Linked DNA regions of Mus musculus: region 1 is linked to region 2. A link is a contact called in public HiChIP or PLAC-seq data. All regions are on one chromosome and are shown on one strand. The core of a region is the stretch at or near the end of the contact, and the rest is flanking DNA. Distances in the headings are between cores, read along the strand shown.

The links. HiChIP or PLAC-seq counts read pairs in DNA pulled down with a chosen protein or histone mark.
Region 1: a contact with region 2 is called in an H3K27ac HiChIP or PLAC-seq map of extraembryonic endoderm stem cells. The contact joins two enhancer-like sites. A contact is called at or near these places in 2 of 484 Hi-C or Micro-C datasets (extraembryonic endoderm stem cells and stem cell-derived neural stem cells) and 4 of 115 datasets of contacts at active chromatin or transcription factors (differentiating embryonic stem cells, embryonic fibroblasts, extraembryonic endoderm stem cells and 1 more).

Annotation. Positions count from the first base shown.
Region 1 is chr5:39,623,113-39,625,812 of GRCm38.p6, reverse strand. The region is part of intron 1 of Hs3st1 (heparan sulfate (glucosamine) 3-O-sulfotransferase 1); the gene reads left to right. Among named protein-coding and RNA genes, the nearest start is that of Hs3st1, 20 kb to the left of the region's middle. Within about 2 kb of position 1,427, at least 58 of the 459 cell types and tissues checked have an H3K27ac peak or open chromatin away from gene starts, as enhancers often do. A contact at or near this core is called in extraembryonic endoderm stem cells, where this site is marked.
Region 2 is chr5:38,843,753-38,846,452 of GRCm38.p6, reverse strand. The region is part of intron 2 of Clnk (cytokine-dependent hematopoietic cell linker); the gene reads left to right. Among named protein-coding and RNA genes, the nearest start is that of Clnk, 32 kb to the left of the region's middle. Within about 2 kb of position 1,287, at least 17 of the 459 cell types and tissues checked have an H3K27ac peak or open chromatin away from gene starts, as enhancers often do. A contact at or near this core is called in extraembryonic endoderm stem cells, where this site is marked.

The DNA of each region.
Region 1 (2,700 bases), core at 178-2,677, 780 kb before region 2:
AATAGGCATCTGTGTTCATAGGGGTTTGAGTTTGCAGGCATTGGTTTAAGGCATCATGCTACCCTACTCTGTGTAGCATCTTGGTGCACAACTTTGGAGCTTTCGCTTTTTGTCTGTCTCAGTTTCTCCTTCAGTGAGTAGGTACCATGACAGGTAAGGATGTTGGTACATGGATTTTGTGGCTATCATACCACGTGTATCTTGGTATTTCTGGGAAAATATACAGAACCCATGAGTGTTGGCCACATGCAGCGTGAGGGCTGACCCTCTGCCCTGCCCACGAACTTTCCTGCAGCTAAGAAAGTGCCTGCCAGAGGTTGAGGCACAGCTGGAGCACCCTTGCTGCAGCATCCAGCTCCAGCCTCCAATGTGCTGGCAGGCTCCATTTCCCCTCAGCTACGTGGTAATATGAAAGGCCCTGTTCGCTCTCCTGTCACAGGGCTCTGCCGTGTGCTGCCTCTGCCGCTGTGTTTCTGTGTCTAATGAAGGATTTATTTAGGTCATTGCTGCCTTCTGTGCCCAACATGAAGCACAAGGAGAAGGAACGCTGCCCCCCTCCCTTCTCCGGAGCTGCAGCAAGTAGCATCTGCTGTTCTACTTCTGTTGGGGGTGGGGGGCTGGCCGGTGTCTTAGCAAGACCCTGTTCTGTGCTGTCCTCAAACAGAGAGCCTAATCCTGTCTGTGTGCCACTGTCCTTTCTTCCTTGAGCTTCTGTCTGGTTGAATCACTGCAGCAGTTTGGCTCACGAACAAATGCATTTGACTAATTATCATCCTCTAGATCCTATTTATACCACGAAGCATTTTTTAGGGATAAAATTAGATACCATGATTTGAAGGCATGCCATATGAACAGTGTCCTAAACAGCCCATACATACTATTTTATTTAATCCTTACAATATATATATATATATATATATATATATAGGGTCAGTGCTCTTGAGAGTTTCAGAGCTTTCCTGCGGGTTTTAAATTCCAGAGCTGAGGGAGGAACCTAAGGTTTGGCTGGAAATCGTCTCGCTATTTCCAACTTCTTGTTATCTATCATCTTCCTGGAATGACTCCACCTCTGTGGCCAGACTGATCTCTCTCGCTTTGTTGTGTACCAGGATTGCTGTTAATCCTGGGTTTAAAATCCAGCTAAGTCCACCCCAGCGAAAAACAAACAGGGAAACAAAGGACAGCCCCTCCTCAGGCCACCGCACTGAGAATCGTAGTGGGCACTGAGATTCCAGGCCTCTTCCACGGACCCCTCGGTGTCCCTGAGAACTTATGGGCACAAAACTTCACACCTCTCCCCAAACTTTTAGAGTACCATTTTCCTCTTTAACTAGACCTTGTAAAGTTGGCATGTCCTCTCCCACTTGGACGGCTGCAGTACTTCAGATAGTGTGTGACGAACAGCCTGGAGGGCTGGAGAAAAAGCTGGAGTCACTTCCTTCTAACACCTCCTCAGGGTCCTTGCATTCTAATCTTGTGCCTGAAGGGGTGGATGCTGGGATGTGCCTGAAGGGGTGGATGCTGGGATGTTGCTTGACCTCCACCTTCCCTTATGGCAGGAGATAGGATGCTCTGATTCTGCAGGGGCAGCAGGATACCTTCCAGTCCTTGCCAAGCTATGTCTCCCCAGCCCCACCCTCACCTAGATCCTATCCGGTAATGTTCATTATCCAGGTAACCTTTTGTGGATTTGGAGCCTTCCCACATTATGGAGGACTCCAGGGAACTCAGAAAGCTTGGAGGAGCCGCGGCATTCCAAGAGTGTGAATCATTTCGAAGCGAACTTGGGCCCATTTTGACTTGTTTAGCTCAGACAGCAAATGTGCTCCAAGAACACGTATTGACGTTATGTGAGCTGTCCTTCAGTCCTTCCTACCCCGAACCCTTTCCCACTTCATCCTACCTCTCAGCAATTATCATAACTCCAAACAAAACTGAATGTCAGCGTTGGCTGAGGAGTGTCATGTAGAGGCAATTTCAAGAAAATAAATATTTATGGAGGTCTCGAAATACCCATGTCCTTTCACAGACTGACAGGCGTAGACTGAATCTGTTTCCTAGGCCTTGCCTTCCAAGAGGCCCTGCCAGGGATGGAAATTTGACACCGTGGCAACAGACTCTTAAGTCATTGTGCAAAGATGAAAGGGAAGATGTTTTTGACTTTTCAGGATGAACAAATAACCTGATGCTTTCAATTGCTCAGTTTAGTTGTGTGTGTGTGTGTGTGTGTGTGTGTGTGTGTGTGTGTGTGTGTATAATGACAGTCCTGACTGGTGTTGTTCAAACTGTCTGTACTCAGGTTTCAGTACATTCCAGAAAATTAAATCACTCATCACCATGGGAGACTTGAAAGAAGCATTTTTTTGCACAGCAGTTTATTAGAGCCGGTGCCTTCTGCCACCTTCTCTGGCTTTTTCAGGAGTTTATGCCTCTGCCCAGAATATACTTGTACTGTCCACAGTGAAGCTTCCCTTCCAAGATGGGCAAAGGCAAAGCAAGAGCCTTGGACAAGGACCCTGAAGAAAAGTTTTGATGATTCCTGATTCTGTGACCTTGAGGTGGCTAGTTAACCTTAATAACTTACTTTCATAACGGTCAGGGGCAAGAACATCAGGACATTGATGTTTGTGGAGAACCTACTGTGTGCAAGAGATTCACAGTGTTGCATACTTAGCAAAGATGACCTAATACTGACTTCCC
Region 2 (2,700 bases), core at 38-2,537:
AGGTGGATTTCTGAGTTCGAGGCCAGCCTGGTCTACAAAGTGAGTTCCAGGACAGCCAGGGCTACATAGAGAAACCCTGTCTTGAAACCCCACCACCACCAAAAATAAAAAAACAAAAAAACAAACAAACAAACAAAACTAACTGCAAACATCATTTCCATTCAACATTAAAATCTCAGTCTGAAATTTGCTGTACTGAGGTCTATTATGAAAAATAAACACAAATTAGAAAAAATACTTTTCATATTAAAATAAAACTTCAAATGGCTTTTAAAATGATAGCATAACCTCAGGGACAGATAACCTCAGGGTAGCACTGTTTTGTTTTGTTTTGTTTTGTTTTGTTTTGTTTTGTTTTGTTTTCTCAGAATTATCATTTTCCCATGTTCTCTTGATGCTGATACAAAGTTTGTTGTTTTTAATAAGACATTTATTTCTTTTCCATCTCAATACTGTTCCCTTTGTATTTGATTTTCTTGCTGTATTGTTGGATTGAAGTAAGAAAACTCATTTCAGAGACAGAAGCTTAAAAATGAAAGCTTTATTTTCTGAGCTTGCAGGGAAGTGGCCAGTTCAAGATCTGAAGTCCCTGACGGGAGATTGTACCACATTTTTATAGGACGGGAACACAAAGCAAGTGAGAGAGGGGTGAACTGCTGCACTGATCAATCATATGTTGACACAAGGGATTAAGCAAGGAAGTTAACATTGGTGGCTGGACCTTATCTGGGTCACCTGGTTTCAGGGTCCTTGAGTCAGCTTTTACAGCCTGACCCCCTCCTGGATTCTGACCTGGAATTTAGAATGATAAGGGAACAAAGGAGTGGCGAGTTGCATGTAGTCAATTAAGTCAAGACAGGCAGCACATTTATGACTTTCATGCCTTAGTTTAGATAATGGGGTCACAGCATCTCTTTCTATCCTTTACTGCTTAGCAGACAAACACGAAACATCTGAAGAAGCAGGACAGGGGTTGGGTTCCAGGGCCTGGGAACAGGAGCTCAGTTTTTATCCGGCCAACAAAGTGGAACTTGTTTCTTGTATCACCACAATGAACATAGATGGCATTACTTGTTATTAATCTAGATTTTTATGCATAGGACATCTTGACTTCCTCTTCTAAACACTTTATTCCCTCTTCTCATTTCTCACTCACCAACTCCCACAACTCTAGTTAGATAACAGTAACTTTTTTCATCTAAATTCCGTAGCTGAGCCTCAGCTGTTTATTAGAGATACCTCACCAGGCTGCCCCCATGGTCCTGCTCAGGAAGGAGGCAGGGAGGGGGAGCTCCCAGAAGAGAATTGTATTTGCTTGCTCAAAAGTGAAAGAAATTACAAGACTTCCTTACACAACTCAGATTGATGGTCTTCAGGTAATCCAGGCTGGAAATGATATGTTTTGTACAATTCGGTGGTATGATGTGACAGGAGTGGGTGCCTTAGTGGGTCCATGCCAAGGCATCCTCCCGAGGTGTCAGCCATACACTGGTCTAGTATAAAAGAAAGTTTATTTGGGACCTGGGAAGGAGGTCTGGGGAAGAGAGTAGAGGCAGAGAAAGAAAGGGGACAAGGACAGAAAGAGAGAGGAGAGAGAAAGAAGGAATGAGACCGGCCAGGAACATATGGGGAGAGAGAAACAGAGAGAGACAGAGACAGAGAGTCAGAGAAAGAAGGGGAAAGGAGATAGAGGCAGGCAGAGAGAGAGACAGACAAAGAGAGAAGAAGAGAGAAGGAAGAGGGAGGGAGGAGAGGGAGGAGAGGGAGGAGAGGGAGGAGAGGGAGGAGAGGGAGGAGAGGGAAGAAAGGGAGGAGGGAGAGGGGGACAGAGAGGGGGGAGAGAGAGAAAGAGAGAGAGAGAGAGAGATCCTACTATAAGTGAGCCAGGCTCCTGCTAAGTAACTGTTGGGCGGAGCCTTAAGTAATTGCTAACAGGAAATCTCTGTGTTTATAAGTTCCTGGTAGAGAAATTTCTCTTAAGCTCTTGAGTTTGAAAGTGCAGAAGGCAGGCTTGTATGAATGAGAGTAGAGCTGCCAGTTCTTGGCTTACGTGAGTTGGCTTACATGAGTACTCAGTCAGCTGTCAATCTACTACTCCAAATTTTTCATGGAGGTGAGGACCCTGCTAGACTGTTCACTCTACTCCCTTTCCACACACTGAGACTACTCCATTACCTCAATGACCTGAGCTTGTTTTAAGTTCCCCGTGTTGTTCCGGGCCATGGAAGTGAAGGGGCCACCCCATTCTCGGTTAAGCGAAGCCAAGGAGAAAGATGACATATCACTATTCGTCTCTTTCTGGGCCCTCCCCTTGATTCACTTGCTTAGATATTTTGGTCTCACTTTGACGAGTTCTTAAATATTTCCAGCTCATAATCAAAAAGTAGGTTTTTTTTTAAAGAAAAAAAAAACTGTTTTGTATCAATGTTTCCAGTCATGGTGTGTGTTTTAATATGAGACAGACAAGAAATGGAGTGAAGACAGTTGAAATTCCATTTTTAAAAAATGTTTTAACAAAATTTAAGGTTAAATAGGAGAAATGATGGCTCCATGAGCAGGTTTGTGAGTGGCATTCTTATTTTGTATAATGAAAAGCAGTCTGAGTATGCTTAGCTCCATGGGATGCATCAAGGTTTGTGAATGTGAGAGTAAAGCAGTACTGTGTGCCAGACTTCTGCTGCTCCTGGAAGAACAATTATC